Linked DNA regions of Sus scrofa: region 2 is linked to region 1. The links are chromatin contacts, called in public HiChIP or PLAC-seq maps. All regions are on one chromosome and are shown on one strand. The core of a region is the stretch at or near the end of the contact, and the rest is flanking DNA. Distances in the headings are between cores, read along the strand shown. Region 1 holds the start of HAX1 (HCLS1-associated protein X-1). Region 2 holds the start of SNAPIN (SNAP associated protein).

Evidence for each region. HiChIP or PLAC-seq counts read pairs in DNA pulled down with a chosen protein or histone mark.
Region 2: a contact with region 1 is called in an H3K27ac HiChIP or PLAC-seq map of alveolar macrophages. The contact joins the promoter of SNAPIN here to the promoter of HAX1 in region 1. A contact is called at or near these places in 1 of 5 promoter capture datasets (fetal liver), 2 of 47 Hi-C or Micro-C datasets (embryonic fibroblasts and heart right ventricle) and 1 of 2 datasets of contacts at active chromatin or transcription factors (alveolar macrophages).

The regions. Positions count from the first base shown.
Region 1 is chr4:95,468,369-95,472,790 of Sscrofa11.1, reverse strand. HAX1 (HCLS1-associated protein X-1) reads left to right here and starts at 1,819. Exons shown (of 6, transcript XM_021089792.1): 1 at 1,819-2,664; 2 at 3,174-3,792; 3 at 4,260-4,311. The coding sequence starts at 2,612. It overlaps UBAP2L (ubiquitin-associated protein 2-like), which reads left to right. Exons shown (of 27, transcript XM_021089781.1): 27 at 1,350-1,669. The coding sequence ends at 1,388.
Region 2 is chr4:95,987,002-95,991,423 of Sscrofa11.1, reverse strand. It overlaps SNAPIN (SNAP associated protein), which reads left to right and starts at 1,947. Exons shown (of 4, transcript NM_001243486.1): 1 at 1,947-2,099; 2 at 2,358-2,404; 3 at 2,603-2,721; 4 at 3,269-3,900. The coding sequence starts at 1,957. The coding sequence ends at 3,370. It overlaps ILF2 (interleukin enhancer-binding factor 2), which reads right to left. Exons shown (of 14, transcript XM_005663409.3): 14 at 3,856-4,422.

The DNA.
Region 1 (4,422 bases), core at 570-3,069:
TCCTCAGTGCCTTCTATTTCTTTCTACCCTTCCCTGACTCTTGAAACACTTGGTTACTGGAATGGAAAGGATTCTTGGGGCAGCATCTGGAGCCTGGGGCCTCAGACTGTGACTTTTGCCTTATCTGAAATGGGCTCTCGATGTGATGTGGGGGTGGGGGTGGGGAGCCATGGGGTGATGCAAGTGACCTCTCCTCCTCTTGTCATGGGGGCTGTGGAGATGGAGTAAGGGCTTCCTTGCTCCCAAAGCTAGCTCTCCAAATTGAAAAGATCAATGAAAGCGAAATTGCCTTGTGATCACTCATCTCCAAGAGGCCATAATTCTCTCTAGAGAGTAGCCTTTCTTTGGAGCAGGGGAGGATGGATTTGGGGGCGTGGGGAGAAGGTGGAATTGAAAATGAGTAGAACGGATTCACTATCTTGTCTCTAAAAGTATCCTGCCCTCTTTTCATCTTTCCCTTATTTGAAGTTTGAAAGTGCTTTTTTATTTGCCAGAGGTGCTCTAGCTGCTGTATAAATCAAATTTCCTATGGTTGCAAAAGGATAAGCTTCAGAGTAGCTCTAAGCAAGGGGAATGGGAGAGTAAAACAATTTCCAAATCTCCACCTGAAGATGTCACAAATTTGTCCCACTAACTAGACTTTTCCTCCCCATTCATCCTCCCATTCCCCTGCAGACGGGCAGCGGGCAACGTAGCCAGACCAGCTCCATCCCGCAGAAGCCCCAGACCAACAAGTCTGCCTACAACAGCTACAGCTGGGGGGCCAACTGAGGCCCTGACCCTCTTCTCCCGGTCCCATCTTCTGAGAGGGCTTCTCAGCCTGGCAACTATGGAAACAGCATCAAAGAGAGAAAGGAATGTGGGGGGGTTCCGCTGCCCCCCACACCCAGCGGCCCACCCCATGCCTCAGCTTCATGTCTGTCCCATTCCCATACCATCCCCACTCTGTTGTATGTATTATAGGATTTGTATTTTCTTCTTTTTTTTTTTTTTCCTTTCCTCTCCTCCTCCCCTCTTGCATTCAAGATTATGAAACTTTGCTGTGGGCCCTGCCCTTCCTTCTCCTCCTCCTGTTCACCCTGGTGGTGTGGGTGAGGTGGGGAGGGGGGACCCCCAAATATATATCAGCCCAACAGCCCTAAGTCTCCTCCTTTATTATTAGGAAACAAAACAACAACAACAAAAAATGGTGTCATGAACATGAACAGCATTGTCAGATGAATTAGTTGAAGTGTTTTTTTTTTTTTTTTTTTTTGTACTGTGTCTTCAAATTTAATGGATTAATGTGTCTTGTATATATAAAAAGAAAACCTCTACCTTCAGCCTCTGCCCATTCTTGCTCCGTCTAGGATATCCTCAGTCTCGTCGATGACCAGCTTGGTGAATAAGTATTACTGTACCAACTGGGCCTTCTCTAGCAGGCCCCGAAGGCAGTGGAATAAAATGAAATCTTCGCCCTTTAAGAACTCCGACCTTAATGTGCTAGTATCTTGCCCCTGAGGGGGTTCCCTTCCGTTCTCCCCTAAGAATTTCACGGCGTGGCCTGGAAAGAATCACTGCAAATCTTCATTTTCTCCAGATCTACAGCAGATTTTAGGCGGTGAAGGGAGTGGAATGGATAGCAGATACTGGGTGGAACGGAAGAGGATTAAATGAAAACTGAAAGAAATGGCTTTGCAGAATCAGTTTAATTAAGATGGGTCCAGGCAAATGAACTGGAAAGAAATGAGGGCAACATGCACTGTTGTTGGCCAGCAAATCTGAAGCAGTAGTTCTTGACGCTTGAGTGCTTTCATTTCACATAACTAATACCCAGCCCCTGAAAAGAAGTCTAGAGTCAGGCCAGGGTTAGGATGGGGGTGGGGTACAGGGAGGCAGAGGCTTTGAAAGTCAAATGATAGGAAAAAGATACTAAAAGCCCCCAATTTTTCCCTCCCAAGAGTTCCCTTGCTCTCTTATGAAGTCTTTAACCTGCTGGTTGCAGAGCTTGCCTGGAAGAATTAGAGGAATTCTTAACAGCTGGAGAGAGAAGTCCTTGCGTTCCCTGAGTCTTTTTCTTTTACTCAACTCTGGGGAAGTCACTACATTAGAAGGAGCTTGATGCAACGTTTTGTCCATCCCTCTGGTATCAGACTTAATTGGCTCAGTCAGGAAACAAAACCGAGGCGGGTCCAGGAGGAGTCCATGGGTGTAGTGAGCCGGCGGTGAGGGAGGGCCTTGGTCCAGTTCATTTGTGCGGATGGGCTGCCCTCTGGCGGCTGCCTCCGGTGCCATCCGGCGGCGTGAAACCCTTGAGACACCCTGTCGGACCGACCGCATTGGTCGGCAGAAGGAATTGGCTTAGGAGTCAGGTGACTGTTGGAAAACGAAAATTAAGTACACCCACTCCCTTCACAGGGAACAGGTGGGGTAAAAGAAAAAACCTTTCGAATTCGATAGGCCTGCCCCGCCCTCAACCACGCCCCGCTTACGGTCGTTTTACGACAGTGTCCGACCGATCGCAGGCTTGCTTTCAGGCAGCGTGGTCTGACGCTTCGCTCAATTTCCGACGGCGTAGCTTTGGTTTCTCCCCCCGGCTTTGGGGTTCGAAGGTTCGAGTCCCACGACGGGAATGAGCCTCTTTGATCTCTTTCGGGGATTTTTCGGCTTTTCTAGACCTCGGAGGTGAGAATGGGTCCGGGTCAGATAAGGGAGGGGGATCCGCTGAGGGAAGCTTGACCCCTGACACACTGTTTTTGGAAAAACATCCTTTTCCCCACTCATGCAACTCCTGCGGAGAGGGCAGAAGTCACAACATTGAGCACACACCCCGCGGCAGTAACCAAGGCAGTCGTTAAGAGGAGAAACAGGCGCTTAAACGTTTCTCCGTTCTGGGGTGATGCAGCAGGGGCCCAAGTGTGGGGAAGACAATGCAGCTCTGGGGAAGGGGTCAGTGAGCGAGCGGGACCTTGGGAGAGAGGGGAGGGGTTGGGGAACGCTGAAGAAAAGCTGAGGGGAAATGTTTGGGGGAGCCGCGAGGCGAGGACTGGCTTTGATAAAAACAAAACAGACACGATGGCCAGTTCTCTAACGCTCGCTTCAGCTTTCCAGTTTCCTACTCTTGTCCACCATTAGCTGGTTTTATAGATTAAGTAGTGCCGAAATCTTGGTGGCCAATCTGCATCCATCCCCAGCCACAGAGATCCCTTTTTTGGAGGGATGACTCGCGACGAAGATGAAGATGATGAAGAGGAAGAAGCCACATGGAGCCAGGGGAGCTCGAGGTTTGAAGGTCCCCAGCCTCCCGAGGAATTTGGCTTTGGCTTCAGCTTCAGCCCAGGAGGAGGAATGCGTTTCCACGATAATTTTGGCTTCGATGACTTAGTACGGGATTTCAATAGTATCTTCAGCGAGATGGGGGCCTGGACCTTGCCTTCCCGTCCTCCTGGTGTGTGGATGTCCCTGGGGGAGAACCTGTGGTTTCTGATGGGTCGATGGGTGAAAAAAAGGAGCCTACAGAGAGTAGTTGGGGGGTGGGAAGAGAGAAAATGGATGATTTCAAGATTTAAAAGAGCCCAAGATCTTTCCCTCCCACCTCCAGCATCCACCTGCCACCTTTCTGCAGAACTTCCAGGTCCTGAGATAGAGACACCTGGTGAGAGACGGCAGGAAGGACAGACACTTCGGGACTCAATGCTTAAGTATCCAGATAGTCACCAGCCCAGGATCTTTGGTGGGGGCCTGGAGAGTGATGCAAAAACTGAATCCCCCAAACCAGTACCAGACTGGGATTCCCAGAGACCTTTTCATAGGGTGAGTACATCTGGGCCTGCAGTGAGAGCCTGTGGAACAAAACTGCAAAGACTGGAATCCTTATTGGAATCTGACAGATTTGGGTTGGAATCCTAGACTCTCCACATAAGAGTATTTATCTGTTTTCTATATTAAGCTTTTTGTAGGATTTTCTTGGGGGGGGGTGAGAGGAATGGAAGTTCTTTTTGTTTAAAAATATATATATTGGTTGAAATGATTCTTGGACAAGGCAGAATTATAGAGGTAGGCTAAAGTATCAGTACAGGGATGGTTTTTGGTAAAGAGTTACATAGAACAGCTAGGAAGGAGGGAGGGGCGAGTAAATTAAACTATTCTGATTGGGATTATTTCTCCTGAGCACAATAGTTTTGGAACTTGGCAAAACTTTGGGTTCTGTTACCCCCCCCCCCCCCGCCCCGCAAGTTTCAGATTTATGGTGCCATTTGACCTACTTTGGCTTCTTCTAGTTTGATGATATGTGGCCTGTGACCCCCAGTTCTAGAGCCAGAGAGGATAATGGTGAGTCTGGAGGGAGAGGACATTTACCAGCCCTTTGTTCCCCCTCCCTGAAATTTCTTCCTGCCACACTTGTCCTCTTTCCCTTGGACTCTTTTTATTTTTTCCTGTTTC
Region 2 (4,422 bases), core at 698-3,197, 520 kb before region 1:
AAAAAAAGTCATCACACTTGGTGCCTCAGCTTTATTTATTCCACAGTGACTTAAACACCTTTTCTTTATTCGTGAGGATGAAGCTGTCAACCAAAATATTAATCAATGGTCAATCTAAGAAATAAATGAAAAATTTTTTCAAACCAACCTGAAGACTATAAACTGGGAGACAGTCTTTCCTAAATCTCTGAGGACTGTTCCAAAGCTCTAAGAGGAGAAGCTAGGGCTGATGTGGTTTTGACAAAGAGACTTGGGCAATCAAGCCTACATCACGGTGGCAGGTTTACTGGCATTCTCCAGCAATAGACACCTTAGTCAGTGGTTCTAGTGATTTCTTTTTGTTTGTTTGTTTTTTGTCTTTTTGCTTTTTCTAGGGCCGCTCCCTCGGCATATGGAGGTTCCCAGGCTAGGGGTCTAGTCAGAGTTGTAGCCACTGGCCTACGCCACAGCCACAGCAACACCAGATCCGAGCCGCGTCTGCAACCTACACCACAGCTCATGGCAACACCAGATCCTTAACCCACTGAGCAAGGCCAGGGATCGAATCTGCAACCTCATGGTTCCTAGTCAGATTCGTTAACCACTGCGCCATGATGGGAACTCCGGTCCTAGTGATTTCTAAGTATGGGAAGATGCAAGGAAGAGTTTCATAAAATTTTCTTCTGAGGGTCATTCTGCCAGTTTTCCCAGAGCACAAAGTGCCTCATCCTGTTCCTAAACTCCTTTCAGGGTGTACTCTAGGTCACTGACTGCAGTGGCTAATGACTTGATTCTTAAAGAACTGGAGAGTGGGCATTATTATTTATTTAGTTTTTTTGGCTGCAGTGTGCAGCAAATTGGTGTGGGATCTCAGTTCCAGAGCAGGGATCGAAACTGGGCCACACCAGTGAAAGCACTAGTCCTAAGCACTAGGCCACAAGGGAACTCCCAACATTACTTTTTTGGCCATACCCACAGCATGTGGAATTTCCTGAGGTGGACTGAACTGCGCCACAGCAGCAACCCAAGCACCTGCAGTGATAACGCCAGATCCTTAATCCACTGTGCCACAAAAGAACTCAGTCTAGAGTTAAACTATTACAATCATTGATCTTACATATATATATGTACACACACACACACACACACATATATATATATACACACACACACATATCCATATGCCAGGGGGGTGGCCCTAAAAAAAGCATAAATCAATAAAAACAAAAGCTATTAAAAAATAATATTCATATGCAGTTTTCTTTCTTTGTTGTCTTTTTAGGGCCGCCCCCATGGCATATAGAAGTTCCCAGGCTAGGGCTCAAATCAGAGCTACAGCTGCTGGCCTACCCCATAGCAACACCAAATCCAAGCCATGTCTGTGACCTATACCACAGCTCACGGGCGACACGGGGCTCCTTAACCCACTGAATGAGGCCAGGGACAGAACACGCATCCTCAAGGATACTGGTCAGATTGGTTACCGCTGAACCACGACAGGAACTCCTCACATGCAGTTTTGTACATATTTTAGTGCTGTTAAAAAAATACACTAAATTCAGACATTTACTATGACCTCATTAATAACATGGGAACGCTATGGACAACTGAGGATATAAGCATTTATCCTTGACTTTTGGAGAAAACAAAAATTACCACCCCGCCAAAAACGGTTCCTGCCCTACTCCTTCCCCACTCCCATCTTCACTGCCATCCTGTTCAAATCTGCCACTGAAGCATCATAGGCACCTTTAGAACCCGCCCCCCTTCAAGGCCTATAAAGAACTACAACTCCCCGGAGCTTGAAGGTCGGAGCCTTTCTCCCCGCCGCCCCAGTCCCGGAGACTGCATTTCCCAGAAACCCCTGTGACTGGGTCGGAGCCGGCACTTCCCGGGAGCCCCCTGGCGGCGCACTTTGACGGGGCTTCAGTTCCCGGCGGCCCTCGCGGCAGGTTCCGGGAGTAAGGGCAGTTCGTGATGGCGGGGGCTGGTTCCGCCGCTGTGTCCGGGGCCGGGACCCCAGTGGCGGGGCCTGCAGGCCGCGACCTCTTCGCCGAGGGGCTCCTCGAGTTCCTGCGACCCGCTGTGCAGCAGCTCGACTCTCACGTCCACGCTGTCAGGTGCAGGAGAGGGGAGGTCGGGGCGATGACGCTCCTCCGTTTGGCTCTGTAGGGGCGGGGCTAAGACAGGGCGGAGACTCTTCAAGCGCAGCCTGGAGTTCAGGTGGGAGTAAGGATAAATTGGTTAACTGATTGGGGCAGGGCAGAACTGCGGAAGACCGGCAGGTGGAGAGAGAGGCGGGCTTCTCTTAGCATTCGAGGAACCCGGGAGTGGGTTTCGTAAGTTCCAGTAACTGAAGGCCTTGTACCCCTTTGCAGAGAGAGCCAAGTAGAGCTCCGGGAACAAATTGACAACCTAGCTACCGGTAAGCATCCCTGCATACCCGGGGTACTACAGCTCTTCAGGAATTTTGCCAACCTCTTTGCTGCCAGTGGACTTTGTTAAGTTTCTCTTGACTGTTCTGATGTGAACAAGTGTTTTCCAAAGCATTTACTAGCTCACTAGCCCCAGGAGCAAGAAACGGGCCATTACGTGTTTAGTTGCGCTTTCCTTCCATCCCCAGAGCTGTGCCGCATAAATGAGGATCAGAAAGTGGCTCTGGATCTCGACCCCTATGTAAAGAAGCTCCTTAATGCTCGGCGACGAGTCGTCTTGGTCAATAACATCCTACAGAATGCCCAGGTAAAGGAATTTCCTGCCAACAGTGATTCCTTGTTCTGCTTTTTAAGTTCTCAGAGTATTCTCCTCCAGTTTTTTTTTTTTTTTTTTTTTTTTTTTGCCTTTTAGGGCTGGACCTGTGGCATATGTAAGTTCCCAGGCTAGAGGTTGAATTGGAGCTATAGCTGCTGGCTTACATCACAGCTCATGGCCAGATCCTTAATCCACTGAGCAAGGCCAGGATCCAACCTTTATTCTCATGGATACTAGCTGGGTTCATAACCTGCTGAGCCACAAAAGGAACTCCTCTTCTCCAGGGGTATCATGAAATGCTTAACACAGTTCACCATAATTTTTAGTCTTTGGGGAAAGGGAGTTGCCAGCTAATGTCAGCCATAATAGAACTTACTGTATTTATTCTCAGTACCCAGTTGCTGTCATTTATGTTCTTACATACATATACATTAGACTTACATCGAGATGAAGCAAGCCTAAGATATTTTCCAGCACCTTAATAGTGAACTCTAAATCTTTCCAGAATAGTTATTTGATCCAAAATATTGTTTTGTAGGAACGGCTGAGGCGGCTAAACCACAGTGTTGCCAAGGAAACAGCCCGAAGGAGGGCAATGCTGGATTCAGGCGTTTATCCTCCTGGTTCCCCAAGCAAGTAACAGGCCAAAAGGTGGGGCCCATGGCCACAGAACAGCACAAATACTATTCTCTGGCTGCCTGTTTCCTCCAGGACTCCCTGTAGGTGTTGGGACATCAAAAAGGCAGCCCTCTGGCTTGCATTTGAAGCACTTAAAGTCTTACCCATTTTTGTGGGGCCCAAAGAAACCCATGTGTGGCAGGACTCAGGATCCCAAAGGATTTATTATGGCTCTTGCTTCCAAGAATGAGCTGAGGCTTCTACACATTTTTTTTCCCCAGCTACATACTCATCAGGCCCACCTCTTCTACCATCTTCAAGCCTCATTAACAATGGAGAGGCTTCCTCTGCTACACGCCAGGTTATTGGGGCGCCTGCAGTATCCTCTACGTGGGACTTCCAATTTTCCTTTGTTTGCACTGAGGATTTAGAGAAAAGGGTAGGCAAAGTCAAGGTGAATGACCCATCTACCCTCTTCTGTTGACCACATCGGCTAGACTACTACTGTAGCAGTTACTAGAACCATTTAATTCAATAAATGCTTAAACAGTGTTCCAGTTTACTCTGGTATATGAAAAGGTTCCAAGAGTCTTCTACTTTAATTCAAATACAGCTTTCAAATTGAGATCTAATGTTCACAATGAAAAGACTGAAGTATCATTTTCAATGAAGAGTACAGAAAGCAAGAGACGGCCAGATACCAAGGAAAAACAAGACCAAGAGCCCTACTAGGAAGTACTTTTAATCTTTTTTCTTAGAAAAAAAAAAAAAAAAAAAATCCAGACACTAACAGTTTGCAATATTTCAACAACAAAGTACAGTTGAGAGAGGTTTCAAGGAGCTGGGGATTCTAGAGTATTAGGGAAGAAAAGTTGGTATCCTGCTTTACTATAGAAGGATGGCATAGGTCCTAAATGGGAGACCAGTACCAGAACCCAGTGGAATGACACTTCCTTCTATAGTCTTTTTATCTTCCTTCCTGTCTCCCCAGTCCTTCAGAAATGTCACCACATAAAGCCGAGTAGCAGTTAGCTTAGGCTCCAGTCTTCCCCTTGGCTAAGAAAGGGGATTAAG